2 separate regions of the Zea mays genome follow, and region 2 is linked to region 1. The links are chromatin contacts, called in public Hi-C maps. All regions are on one chromosome and are shown on one strand. Each heading gives the region's core, a stretch centred on a gene start, on an enhancer-like site or on the middle of the called end of the contact. The rest is flanking DNA. Distances are from core to core; before and after follow the strand shown. Region 1 holds the start of LOC100193690. Region 2 holds the start of LOC103647662 (serine/threonine-protein kinase/endoribonuclease IRE1).

Evidence for each region. Hi-C and Micro-C count contacts between places; a contact is called where the count stands out from the background.
Region 2: a Hi-C map of bundle sheath shows a contact between it and region 1, with 3 times the contacts expected there. The contact joins the promoter of LOC103647662 here to the promoter of LOC100193690 in region 1. A contact is called at or near these places in 5 of 25 Hi-C or Micro-C datasets (bundle sheath, ear, leaf and 1 more).

Annotation. Positions count from the first base shown.
Region 1 is chr2:205,280,083-205,287,295 of Zm-B73-REFERENCE-NAM-5.0, reverse strand. LOC100193690 reads left to right here and starts at 2,897. Exons shown (of 7, transcript NM_001367035.1): 1 at 2,897-3,175. The coding sequence starts at 2,975.
Region 2 is chr2:205,422,304-205,429,516 of Zm-B73-REFERENCE-NAM-5.0, reverse strand. It overlaps LOC103647662 (serine/threonine-protein kinase/endoribonuclease IRE1), which reads right to left and starts at 3,137. Exons shown (of 7, transcript XM_020548555.3): 1 at 2,612-3,137; 2 at 1,967-2,448; 3 at 562-1,886. The coding sequence starts at 2,011.

The DNA of each region.
Region 1 (7,213 bases), core at 1,648-4,147:
ACCTTTGCACTTGCCTTAGGCAAACTAGTTCAATTCTGCACTTATATATTTGCTTTGGTTTGTGTTGGCATCAATCACCAAAAAGGGGGAGATTGAAAGAGAAATAGGCTCAAACCTTTTCCTAAATGATTTTGGTGGTTGAATTGCCCAACACAAATAATTGGACTAACTAGTTTGCTCTAGATTATATGTTCTACCGGTGCCAAAGGTTCAACACAAACCAATGAAAAGATTAAAGTTAGGGTTCAAAAGAAAGGATCAAAAGAAACCGAAGTGAACCCTGGTCTGGCGCATCGGACTGTCCGGTGTGCCACCGGACAGTGTCCAGTGCACCACCGGACAGTGTCCAGTGCACCACTGGACAGTGTCTGGTGCACCAGGGTGGATCGACTTCAAACTCTTCACCTTCGGGTTTCTGAGTCCGCGCTCCGCTATAATTCACCGGACTGTCCGGTGGGTCACCGGACTGTCCGGTGTGCCAGCGGAGCAACGACTCGCTAGCGCAACGGTCGACTCCAACGGTCGACTGACATCTGCACAGTGCGCGGACAGTTCGCGCAGAGTCAGAGCAGCGCCATAAGGCGCACCGGACTGTCCGGTGGCCCAGGCTGTCAGAGCTCAAACGGTCGAAACCGTCAGAACCCTAACGGTTGGGTGACGTGGCTGGCGCATCGAACAGTGTCCGGTGGCGCACCGACTGTCCGGTGCGCCCATCGACAGCAGCCCTCCCCAACGGTTGTTTTGGTGGTTGGGGCTATAAATACCCCCCAACCACCTCTATTCAAGGCATCCAAGTTTTCAGTATAGTGCATTCAATACAAGAGCTCTAGACTTCACTCTAAGACACAAACAAGAGATCAAATCCTCTCCCAAGTCCAAAATCACTCCAAACACTTAGTGACTAGTGAGAGAGAGATTTTCGTGTTCATTTGAGTTCTTGTCGCTTGGATCGCTTTTCTTCTTCCCCATTCTTGTTCCCAGGACACTTGTAATCAAAGCAAGAGACACCAATTGTGTGGTGGTCCTTGCGGGGTCTAAGGGCATGTTTGGTTCACTACCTCAATTGCCACACTTTGCCTAACTTTTCTGCCTAAAGTTAGTTATTCAATTCGAATGACTAACCTTAGGCAAAGTGTGGCACATTTAGCCACAAACCAAACAAGCCCTAAGTGACCCATTTGATTGAGGAGAAAAGCTCACTCGGTTTAGGTGACCGTTTGAGAGAGGGAAAGGGTTGAAAGAGACCCGGTCTTTGTGACCACCTCAATGAGGAGTAGGTTTGCAAGAACCGAACCTCGTAAAACAAATCACCGTGTCATCCGCTCTATTTCTTTGGTTGATTTGTTTTCACCCTCTCTTTCGGACTCAACTTTATTTCTAACGCTAACCCCAGCTTGTAGTTGTGCTTAAAGTTTATAAATTTCAGATTTGCCTATTCACCCCCTCTAGGCGACTTTCACATATATAACATGTTTAAGGGTGCAAACATCAGATAGTTACCATTTTACTTTAAGTTGCATTTTAGGCCCCTGTTTTAGCTCTTTTGGACTTGAAACCTTCAAATTGGCATCAGGTGGACATGTGTTCATACTCATTAAACTAGTTAGCCTATATATGATGTGTTGGACACTTAATCACTAATATAAATAAAAATGACTATCTAGCATATTTCTCTTTCACATACAGGTCCCTAAACTCTCAAAATGATTTTAGGTCCTTAAACGTGTTTGGTCGTATTAGCTAGGTCCCAAACTCTCAAAACGAATTTTTAGGTCCCTAAACTTGTTCCAGGGCACACTACAGATCCAAACAGGTCCAATCTCGAAGTATGAGCCTACGTGTCGCTGTTGACGTGGATAACCGATGATGTAACCTATCTTATAGGGACTAGAATTTTTTTTGGCACAAAGTTTTTTTTGCAATTTGACTCTCGAATTATTTTACATTTTTAACGTAAATATAAGCATGAGTGTGTCATCAAAACCACACCAAAACTAATTTGACAGTTTATACCTAGTTCTTGAAACAAATTTGAAGTTTATACATGAATGGGAAAATATGGAGAATATACTCCTCTCTGATCACATAGTTTATACCACATTATCATAACATCAATTTATACCATAATTGTATGTGAAGGATTATACGAGAACCACAAAACAAATATGAAGAAGCATGTTAGTTATAAATATAACTATAAGTTTGATAATGTGAATTTTTGTAGTCATATTTATAACTAAGAGGTGGTTTGTATTTGTTTTGTAATTCTAGTATAATCCTTCAAATACAATTCTAGTATAAGTTTATGGCATGATAACATGGTATAAAATATATTATCTGAGGGTACATTTTTCATATTTTCCATTGTTGTATAAAATTCGAATTTGTTTAAAAAATCGGATATAAACTTTGTCAAATTGGTTTTAGTGCCACACTCATACTTATATTTACCTTAAAAATTTTGTAAAAAAATACAATTCAAGAGTCAAATCGCTAAAAAAACTTGGTGCCAACAAAATTTCTAGTCTCTGTAAAATGCGTAACATCATAGGTTATTCACATTAGTAGCGCCACAAAGGCACATGCTGCGAGATTAGATCTGTTTACATATACAGTGTCTTAGAACAAGTTTAGGGACCTAAACATTCGTTTCAAGAGTTTGGGATCTAAATGATACGACCGAATAAGTCTTGGGATCTAAAAATTTGTTTTGACAGTTTGGGGACATGAATCACACCGTGGAACAAGTTTAGGACCTATGATGATGTACTTCACTCTTTATGTTTTCTCTCGGGCATCAAGAAACTGTCACTCGCCGCTGGGTCCGCCTAGTCAGCGACGCACCAAGCCCAGCAAGCAACAGTCCAACAGCCAACAACCAGCCAGCGCGCGCCGCCACCGACACGCACCGTCCGGTCCGCCGCTGCGTTGCCTTTGCCCCCTCCTCGAGGCTAGCCCCGCCTCGCGGGAGGAGATGGACTGCTGCCGGCACGTGAACCCGTTCCGCGCCTGCTCGGGGCTGCGCGGGCTGGGCTACCTCATGGTGGCGCTCGTCGCCGCCATCGTCGCCGTGTCCTACTACGCCGTCGTCGTCTACGCATGGGGCCCCATGCTCCTCGCCGGGGGAGCAGCCGCGGCAGGTGCTGCCGCCGTGATCGCCGCCTTCCACATACTCGTAAGCGCCGACGCCCTCACAAGTCACACCCCCTCTCCCCTTTCTGTTAAGATCTGTGTTCAGTACTACAGCGTGAGACATCTGCAATAAGCTTATAGAGCCTAAAAGATTTTATTTCCGTCCAAAGTTTCGTATACTAAACTATAGTGATTCCTATCATCTGCACATTTATCACCGTGGCTCCTTTGGATGGATTCTAGGGTTAGTTAAGCTATGCTTGTCATTTGTGGATCCCAGGCATGTACACTAGGTACTAGAATTATGATGCACGTACGCCTTGCTGGTGGTATTCTCTGTTCATCCCTGTACTATTGTGCAACTGTGAAAATGTATTTGACTTGTGAAGCAACTCCGTCATTTGTGGGACATAGTTCATTTAGTGTGACGGCTATCAGTGCTTAAGGTGAAGAATGTAGTAATTCATCTAGTGATTTGAAAGGGATTAGCTTAGCTGGCAGGTTGTTAAGCCAGCTGGCTTGTAACAGACTCGTTTGGCCACAGGCCTAGGGTATAAGTACTAGAGTTGTAAGCATTCAAAGATATGAAATGAAATAAGACTGGACACCACTTATCTCTGTTTGAGATTGTTCTTCACCCTTATCTCCGGCAACCGAGCAGCAGGCCTCACACCATGACATCTAGGCGCGTCGGTGGCCAAGGGGGTGCTACACTTGGTATCGGATTCAGCGATCCACGACAGCTCCGACGTCTTCGGTCATGAGTACGTCTTCATCATCTTCGACGGGCGGTTCTTCGTCACGTCATCACGGCTCCACCTCTTCTTCCATCGGCGTAGACACGATTTGTGTTAGACGCCATGGCTGAGTTGTCTCGGGCCGCGGAAGATCATTGGACACAGATGGAGACGTTGCAAGCCATCAATCAGCGTCTCAGGGCGGTTGAGAAGATTCAAACACAGCTGGTGGGACAACAAGCACTGTCGACATCCATGGCGGAACAAGCAACGAAGGATCGAGACATGATGACTCGACAAATTGAAGAGACTGGGAAGAGGGTTGCAGCATTGACCTTGGAGCGCATGGCTGAGGAGATGGATCGTTTTGGTGAGCCTGTTCCTGAACCTTCTTCTGATCATTCAGGGGCACCTCTTATTTCGCCACGGGGACCGCGTCCAGGGGGCCATATGCGTGGGCATCCAAGGTTTCATCGTGATACTGCACCTGGGTTTCCTCATCAGGATCAGGACATAGGAGGGCAAGCTTCATTGATGAAACTATCTTTTCCCAAGTTTCAGGGAAAAAATCCATCAATATGGTTGAACAAGGATTATTTCACCATTTTTCATGTTCCTCATACTATCTGGGCTATGGCTGCTTCTATGCATATGGAGGGAAAAGCGGCTAAGTGGTTACAGGTGTATAAGTTGCAACATACTTTGGGAAACTGGCAGAAATTTACAACTGCTGTTGTGGAGGCATTTGGATTATATTAATATCCCAAAGCCATGTATGATCTACTTCATGTGAAGCAAGAAGGATCGGTGGAGGATTATGTGGCTGTTTTTTATGATCTGAGATATTCCGCTGCTATGCATAATCCTACACTAGATGAGATATTCTTTGTACAACAATTTGTGAAGGGTCTCAAGCCTGAGATTCAGGGGTCAGTATTGTGCCAGGTTCCCACGACAGTGAATAGGGCGGTGTTGTTGGCCCAACTTCATCAGGATGTGCTAGAGATGAGCAAGTTTAAACCCCAAAAGCAACCTTATCCATTACGCCAAGGGAAGCCTGATGCCAAGAATGGGGCTGGTGGATTGGATTTCTCCAAAGAGAGGCAACTACGAGATTATAGGAGATTACATGGTCTTTGTTTCACTTGTGGAGAAAAGTATGAAGTAGGCCATGCGGCTAAATGCACTAAGAGGAATCAGGCTCAACTTCAGGTGTTGACAGCTGAGGATATGTCATTGGAATTGAGTGATGAGGTGTTGCGACATTTGGGACATGAAGATCAAGTGGTCGAAGGATTGTGTAACCTGTCTGTACATGCTGTTTCTGGTACTGAAGGGGTTGAGAGTATCAGATTGCGGGCTTTTGTGAAGAATCAAGTCTCTATGTTGTTGGTGGATTCTGGGAGTTCTGCCACATTCATCAATTATTCTTTTGTGCAGCAAGTTGGCATGACCACTATTTCCTGTTCTCCTGTCAAGGTGAAGGTGGCCAATTGGGCAGAATTGGTCAGTCAGTTGGTGGTTCCTGCTGTGGAGTGGTGGTGTGATGGACATACATTCCACACTGATATGATGGTGTTAGATCTGGGATCTTATGATGCCATATTGGGATTTGATTGGCTCAAAAGTCATAGCCCTATGACTTGTGGTTGGGACCAGAAAACCTTACAATTTTGGCATAAGAATGAAGTGGTTACTTTACAAGGGGTGGTTGCTGCTGAACCTTCCCCAGTGATTGAATTATCTGCTATACAGTTTAGAAAGTGGTTTAAGGGGAATGAGGTGTGGGCTCTTGCAGTTGTAGATTTCTGTGCTGAGGAGTCTGCTATACCTCCAATTTCTGATCAGCCTGAGGCCTTGACAGCTGTCTTAGCAGAATTCAGTGATGTTTTTGCAGATCCCAAGACTTTACCTCCAGCAAGGGTGTTTGATCATGTGATCCCTTTAGTGCCTGGGGCTGTGCCTGTAAATTCTAAGCCCTACAAATACTCTCCATTCCATAAGTCTGAGATTGAAAGGCAAGTGGAGGAGTTATTAGCTGCTGGACTGATCGAACCCAGTGCCAGCCCTTTTGCTTCACCTGTGTTGTTGGTTAAGAAAAAGGATGGCACCTGAAGATTTTATGTGGATTATCGTAAGTTGAATGATTTGACTATTAAAAATAGATTTCCTATGCCCCTAGTGGATGAGATCCTAGATGAGTTGTGTGGTACTCAATTTTCACTAGCTTGGACCTAAAGGCTGGGTATCACCAAGTGAGAATGAAGGATGGGGAAAAGTATAAGACAACTTTCAAAACTCATAGTGGGCATTATCAGTTCAAGGTTATGCCATTTGGGTTGACTAATGCGCCAGCAACCTTCCAATGTGCCATGAACTCTATTTTGGCTCCTTTCTTAAGGAAGTTTGCTTTGGTGTTTATTGATGACATTTTGATCTATAGTCCCTCCTTGGAGTTGCACTTGTTGCATTTGAGACAGATCTTATCTACTCTCAGGACACATCAGTTTTATATAAAGAAGTCCAAATGCAACTTTGTTCAAAGGAAGCTGGTGTATTTGGGACATATTATATCTGCAGAAGGTGTGGCTACAGATCCCAGCAAGACTTCTGCTATGTTGCAGTGGCCTTTTCCTACTTCTGTTACAGAAGTAAGAGCTTTTCTGGGCTTAACTGGGTACTATAGAAAATTTGTGCGACATTATGGAATAATTGCCAAACCTTTGACTTCATTGCTAAAAAAGAAGCAGTTTCAGTGGAATTCAGATGCTACAACTGCTTTTGAGACTTTGAAGCAAGCCATGAGTAGTACCCCTGTGTTGGCACTTCCTAGTTTTGAGGAATCCTTTACTGTTGAGACTGATGCTAGTGATATTGGATTAGGAGCAGTCTTGATGCAGAAAGATCAATCTATTGCTTTCTTGAGTAAAGCTTTAGCTAAGAAGAATAAACACTTATTCATTTATGAGGAGTTTTTGGCACTTATTATGGATGTGGAGAGATGGAGACCTTATTTGCAACACAAGGAGTTTACAATTAAGACTGATCACAAGGGCTTGTGTTTTTTGGAAGGTCAACTATTGCATTCAGATTTACAGAGAAAAGCTATGTCTAAATTGATGGGTCTTCAGTTTCATATTGTGTACAGGCAAGGCAAGGAGAATCTAGCTGCTGATGCACTGTCCAGGGTGGGTCATGTGTTGGCTATGCAAGGTGTCAGTGAGGTGAAGCCTTTATGGTTGCAGGAAATGCTTAATTCTTACAGGACTGACCCTATTTCCCAGCAGTTGCTTACTTCTTTAGCTGTGTATAGTCCTGATGAGCAAGGATTGTCTTTACACCAG
Region 2 (7,213 bases), core at 1,888-4,387, 140 kb before region 1:
AAAAACAAGTTGTATTATAATTGGTAAAAAAACTTGACTAACTAGATTATGCAATAAGATCAGCACACAGCTCCAACCACAAAATCTTGTGGAAAAGCTAAGACAATCCATGCAAGGATAAGTTCTGGCTACAGAGACCGAGTAACTAAAGATGTGTTTGTTTCATGCCGAACCACTCCTCGCCTAAGCCACGGCGCCGCCAAAAGTGCGGCGAACAAAACAGACACCACACCTGCAGTGTGAGACTGTGAGTTGACGATGAACTACAACTACAAGCCTATAGCGTGAGTGCGGCTCGCCTAGACCGCAGCAGCAACCAAGCAGCGCTGTGAGATGCCGCAGTTTTGGTGTGATGATCAGTGGCGGCATAGGCATGACACAAAACATGCCCTAAGCCCTAAATATAGAAATTCCATTATGTAATTCCGTACCTCGTAAGTAATAAAATTTGGTTTGTCCGTGATGGAAAAAATATAGAAATTATACATGGAAAAGGGAATGGTGCTGAAAAGTGAAAACATAAGCATCACCAGCAGAAAACATATGAGATCATTCATGTACCTCATCAGCTTCAGGAGTTGTGCTGAAGGAAGCCCATCATGTGTCCACAATTCCACATCCATTCCCTTAACATTTGAAATCTTTGACTTGATGCTGAAACTGGCCTCATTGTTAGAAACAGACTCTCCAGAAGACAGATATGAGTGTTTTTGAATTAGATCAGCCAAACTGCAGTGACACCTCTCAAGGGAGATATAAACAAAATCGCTGTCATAGTCACAACCATATAGTCTAACAATATTTGGATCATGATCAGATATAATAAGATTCTGAGTCTCCTTTTCAGCTATGTCATTGTGGGAACGCAGCAGACGTTTAACAGCAACTTGACGACCATCATACGATCCTTCAAAAACAACTGTGCCATTGCTCCCTCTACCAATTTCTTTATTGGAGACATATAGTTTACCAATGTGACGACCACCAAGGGCATCTTTTAGTGCAGAATTTTCCATTGGTGCCTCAGTTGACCCACCAGTTTCACTGCACTCCTTGTCAGATGCTGTCAAGGTCTCAGGGCTATTGACAAGTCCATCCTTCTTCCGTGTTTTTCTTCTTTTAGGAGATCCCTCTGACCTGCCTCTAATGTCCACCGATTTCTTGTCGCGCGTGAATGGCTTAATAAGCTGAATCACAAATTGCCTGCAAGACTTGCTTGCAGAGGTCAAGCTCAACAGATAACCAATGACCAAAAATATGGGGAAAAAAGAAAATAACCATACATAAGTGTTCCTAGTGGGGGTTTCGGTAGCTTCAGAATCAGCAGAGATGACATGAGATCGAGCACCATCATACGTTTGATTTTGAGAATCATCCAATACGATATCTGACTTCCCAGCAGTGTTTGGTAGCTTCCTTGGGGTTTGAACTGGTTCCAGGGCATCAGAACCATGGATGGAAATAAAAGGGGTACCTTCTTTCAAGACAATTACATTAGCTGAACGTGAATCAGGTAAAGCAAGTGGCAAACCCTCACTTCTGATGCATGGAATGTCAGGGTGGTTGTATTTCACAGAGAAAGAAGTTCTTGTCCAGTTAAATAAATGCTTGCCAAGATCTGATGCACTAAGAGAATAGTCATTTCTCACAAGCACCATGATATTATCGCTGTCATAATTAGTACGGGCATTTAGCTTGGATGGTGTTCCTTCAATCCCTGGTCCTTCCAATTCATTTAACACAGCTGGAATACTGTGCCTGTAAATAATCTCACCACTATCAGAATCAACAACAAAAACGGTTGAAACTTTTGATCCAATAGTAACAACAGAATCCCGAATGTATGGGCTTCTGGCAACGAATTCCTCCAATTTCCATGGGAGCCTCTGCAGGAATATAGAGACAAGGGTGAAAAACAAATATCTGCACAAGGTTTCAGAGAAGCACTGTGCCTAAGAAATCATACCACGGTGTTCCCATTATAAACCTCCCAAAGTTCAGTACCATTCATGTTCTTGTTCTCATTGAAAGGATAAATGAGGTAATTCAGACCAGACTCAGCGGTATTAATCTGGTCTGATAGTGGAGGCCCTGTGGTGATCTCCCACAGAGGAGATTGCGACAGTTTGTCCACAAGCTGAATTGTGCCATTATCCCAAAACTGAAGCACAGAGCTGTTGACAAAGAGAACCAAAAGTCATTCGATCAGAAATACCAACAAACCATAAGGTGCATAACTGGTATGCCACTTCCAGATGCCCCAACCCCCAAGAATGTGCTAAGCATGAGTGAGTAGCCCTCGGTAGCACAGGAAGTATCATGCCCAACCAGTGGCCACATTATAAGAAACCTAATCAGCAAAGGCTCCTCCTTCCGTGCTCCAGATCAACACAAAACAAGAATATGGCCCAAAATGCTTTTATTATGGAGATAAGACCAAGAAAGCCCCTGCAGTACAAGAAACCTTATGCTATTAGCTCGTAGCTACATTTCGCTCTGACTAAGGTTTCCAACACTCGAGCGCATAGAAGCCAATTCAGACAAGAAGAAGCAGCCGCGCACAAACGACGCCCCCGCAACGGGAACGGGGAAGGGAGACAGCGAGGCTCACCTGGATTCGGCTTTCGCCTCGTCGGTAACCAAACTAGCCGGCTCGTGGCGCGCAGGCTGCGGCCGGACAAGGAGCTCCCGGAAGCTCTGCTTCTTGGGCCTCGCTGGGGCGACGAACTCGGTGGAGCGCGCCTCCGCCGCGACGATCTCCGTGGAGCGGGAAACCGCCGCCCCATCATCCTCCGGAGCCGCTTCTCCGTTAAGTGCGAGGCGGGGCGGGGGAGCGGGGAGCGCGGGGGGCGGGGGCGGGAGGAACGCGCCGCCGCCGTCGTCCACGCGGAAGACGAGTCCTGCGAGGAGGACGAGCGGGATGAGGACCCGGCGGAGCGACCTCATCGGCTGCGGGGCATGCCTAGGGCTTCTTCGGAGGGGGAGGGGTGGGTCCGGATCTGATTGGAGCTTGGACTCCGGCAGAGGATTGCTAGGAGAGGAAGGGGATGGGAGACGGGAGTGATCTGTTATTCAGCTTTGCTGTTGTGAGTCAAAGCTATCGGTTTGGGAACAAGAGGAAAATGGCTGCAGCGGCGTAGGGATGGCAATGGGTACGGGTATGGGTAAATAACCGTGGATAATTATCCATTGGATATGGGTATGGTGGAATTTGATATCCGCGGGTACGGTTATAGATATAATAAGGTATCCGCAGATATTTTTTTCGCGGGTATGGATATCCAGTATCCATACCCGTTACCGTTACCCAATGAATATCTAACATGTGGGCCATCCGGATTTATATATTATCATAATTTCTTATTTTCAATTTTTATCTATAACATGTTGTTTGGTGCTGAAATTATCATTTAATGCAATTGGAATGATAATTATTTTAAAATGTAATAAAATTGTTGTTTGGTGTTTAATGCTAAAATTGTAGTGGGCGGGCGGGTAACGGGTATCCACTGGATAGCGGATAACCGGCGGGTACGGGTATGGATACAGATCCATACCCACGAACGTTTATGGGTACGGATATGGGTTGAGTTTTGACTCGCGGGTATGGATTCGCGAACTATATATCCGTGTACTACCCACCCGATTGCCATCCCTACAGCGGCGGCAGGCGCCGGGCCGGGATTTGCCTTGGCTTGCGTTGAATTGTTTAAATGCACTATAACTAATAGTTAGTTGGCTAAAAATTATTTATATAATTAGCTATCTAGAAAATAACTACCTAACTATTAACTAATTTACCAAAAATAGATAATAGTTGAATTATTAGTTAGTGTGTTTAAATGTCTCAACTAATTTTAGCTACTAATTATTAGCTCTAATGCATTCAAACACTCTTTAGAGTATCTTGAACAGACGTTAATTCGTGTATTGAGTTAAGAGATACGCTTAAATCCCTACAAAAGAAGCATGAGAATTTCAAAAAAAACTAGAATAATAGAGGTAGATATGGCTTTTATTATAACGATGGTTCAAAATAAACTTACATTCAATAAATGCAAATATGTTTTGTTGCTGATCTAATATAAAAATAAATAACCTTAGGCCCGGACTAAATATTAGTGCCTCCATTATAATCTCATTTAGTCTCTAAATTACTAAACGATAGGACTAAAACAGTGAGTGACTAAAAGAGATTAAACCATATTAATTTCATCTTATGTCCCTTGTTTATTTCAGTTACAATAATAGCAAGAAAATGATAATGGGTCAAAGTATTCATTGTCGTGGGAACCTTAACTTGAGCGAGGAAGAAATTTACAAGATCAGGAAACTAGGAGCCCCATAATCTGAGGAAGGCCATGGCTAATCCTCCAAATAAGATAAGGAAATTCGCTTAGGTTCTTTTTCTCTTTTTCTCGAGAAAGCAAGTCGAGCCGCTGCGATGGATTTTAGTCGTCTTATGATTCATTTAACACGTTCTAGAAACTTTTAATCCTAAGAATCAAACATAATAGAGACTAAACTTTAGTCTCCTAACTAAACTAAGCAAACAATCCGTTAGAAGCTTTGATTTGCATGCTGCCACAATATACTGGAGATACGTTAGGTCATTTCCTCAAATGTATACTACTCGTCAATCAAAAATCAAGTATGATCATATAAAAATAAACAAATTCTAGCATATATGAGTATGGCACTGATGAAAAAAAATCACGGGACAAAAATTGGCAAATAAACATTACATTTGTCATGACTAGTGTCTAGTAATAAGAATCATTCACAATTGTTGCTTTTTTTGCGTGATTGTTTTGTTTCAGTATGAAAAGAAAACAAAAATAGAGACCGAACAAACTCATAAAGCCTCCATCGTCACTATCTGTACTAACTATTAAGGGGGCAGTGTAGACTGCCCCCGCTCCCTACCTGCACACGCAACTGCCTCCCGCACAGCACGCCCAGCCGCCGCGAAACCCCCCCACGCCCCGAGATCTCGCATCCGCCGATTCCGCCGCCACCACCTCCTCCTCTCCCCCTCACTGCGTCTGCATCCGCCGATTCCGCCACCTCCTCCTCCTCCTCGCTCCATCTATGGAAGGACACCACGCAACAGCCCATCTCCGCTCTGCTCACCCCGATTCCCCACATGGCCATGGCGACGATGGAGGCCACCACGCTGACGGCGCTGCTCAAGGAGGCGGCGGCCGCCTTCCCGACCCGTCGTGTAGTTGTCGTACCGGGCAGGCTGGAGCTCACGCACGTCGCCCTCGACGCTCTCATCGACGCGGCGGCCGCACAACTCGCCGCCGACGCCGGATTTCTCCCGGGCCACGTCGTCGCGTTCTCCTTCCCCAACACCGTCGAGGTTCGTCTCCTTTCGAATTCGATCGGTCATGTTCCTGCCTGCGCGACACAGAGCCCCAGAGTAGCAGGAGTCGGGACCTGACACGCGTGCGAACGCGGTCTGTATGTACACAGTTGGTGGTCATGTTCGTGGCGGTGATCCGCGCGCGCGGCGTGGCGGCGCCGTTCAACCCGGCTACATGCAGGAGGAGTTCGAGTTCTACCTCTCTGACTCGGAGCCGTGCCTCCTCGTCACCAACGTGGAGGGCAACATGGCGGCGCAGGCGGCCACTGCCAAGCTCAGGCTCGCACACGCTGCCACCAGCCTCCATGACGCAGTCGGCCCTGTCCACCTCGCCGGCCTCCCAGTCCCGGCTCTGGAGAACGGGTCTCACGTCGGTGGCGCGGCGGGCTCTCTCTCCCCCGGCGCTATCGCGCTCGCCTGCTCCCTCTACGCCACATCTGCTGCGAGACCCTCGGCTAGGGGTGGGCATTTTTTACCGTAAACCGAAAACTGAACCGAATCGTACCGAACCGAAATTTCGGTTTTTTTGGTAATTCGGTTCGGTTTCGGTTTTTAGATCTGAGAATTTCGGTATTCGGTATCGTAATATGTTTTCACCGTATACCGAACCAAAATACCAAAAAAAACGAATACCAAACTTTATGAATTCAAAATTTTGACTATTTGATTATGTAAACTAAATGTGTAGTGCAATCAAATTGTTATTCACTTATTTGTATGTGATGTATGATATATCTTGAAATGTTTATACCTATATAATTTTTACTTTTTAAAATTATGTGTAATGTGTTGTCTTGTAGCCTTCTTAAGTATAAGTTTGGTATTCGGTTTTTACCAAAAAACCGAAGTAAAAAACCGAAACCGAACTTATCGGTTTTCATTTTCTAGAAAACCGATCGGTTTCTAATATTTGGAAAATCGAAGTTTTTTAAAACCGAAAAACCGAACCGAAATTCTAAAAAAAAAATCGAATGTCCAGCCCTACCCTCGGCGCGCTCCTTGACCCTAATGACATCGCCTTCCTCACCAATCGTGCCACCGCCTACCTTCACATGGGCAAGGTCTCTCCCGGTTCGTGTTCCCACTCTCCATTCCCACATGAGGCGGCGAACCATGGTGCTCTCCAACTATCTCCATGGCAAGGCATGCTCTCGTCGGCCCAGTATGGAGATTGAGTATGGTCTCTACGCTGTCTCCCTGGACCACGAGGCTGTCAAGACATGGATCTATCCAAGTGAGGGGGTTTGAGTTTCTACAGCATTTTGCCAATAACTGTTCTTTGTTCTGGTTTTCATGCTGGGATTCAGCTTATGGATGGAGTCGTCTTGGAAAATAGACATCTTTAGTGAATGCTGGCACTTTATTAGTTAATAATGGCAGCCATCTTGCTTGAGGATACATTCCAGCAGCTCTTGCTGGTACTGAAGTTGTCGGGTACCGTAATTAGGGGCACCCCCAACACTCCTAAACGCGGCTGGAAAACATCTTCAGAACAAAACATAAACAGCTGATAAAGCGCGGTTCAAGTTAGGGCCTCGTCTACCAAGGGACGCGACCTCATCCGAGCCCAGCCTCGGCCTCGGGCGGGAACAGTAGTCCAGGGTGGATTCACGCCTCGCTCGAGGGCCTCCTCAGGCAGTGAGCGCACCCTCAGCTCGTCTGAAGCCCAGCTTGGGCAGACTTTGTCGTGCAGCGACCTCGGTCGGATCGCCCTACCAACCGACCGTATCGCATGTGCATTTAATGCGGGGATCGTCTGACACCTTATCCTGACACGCGTGCCTCAGTCGGCAAGGTCGAAGTGACCGCAGTCACTTCGCCCCTTTACTGACCAATCTTACGGGA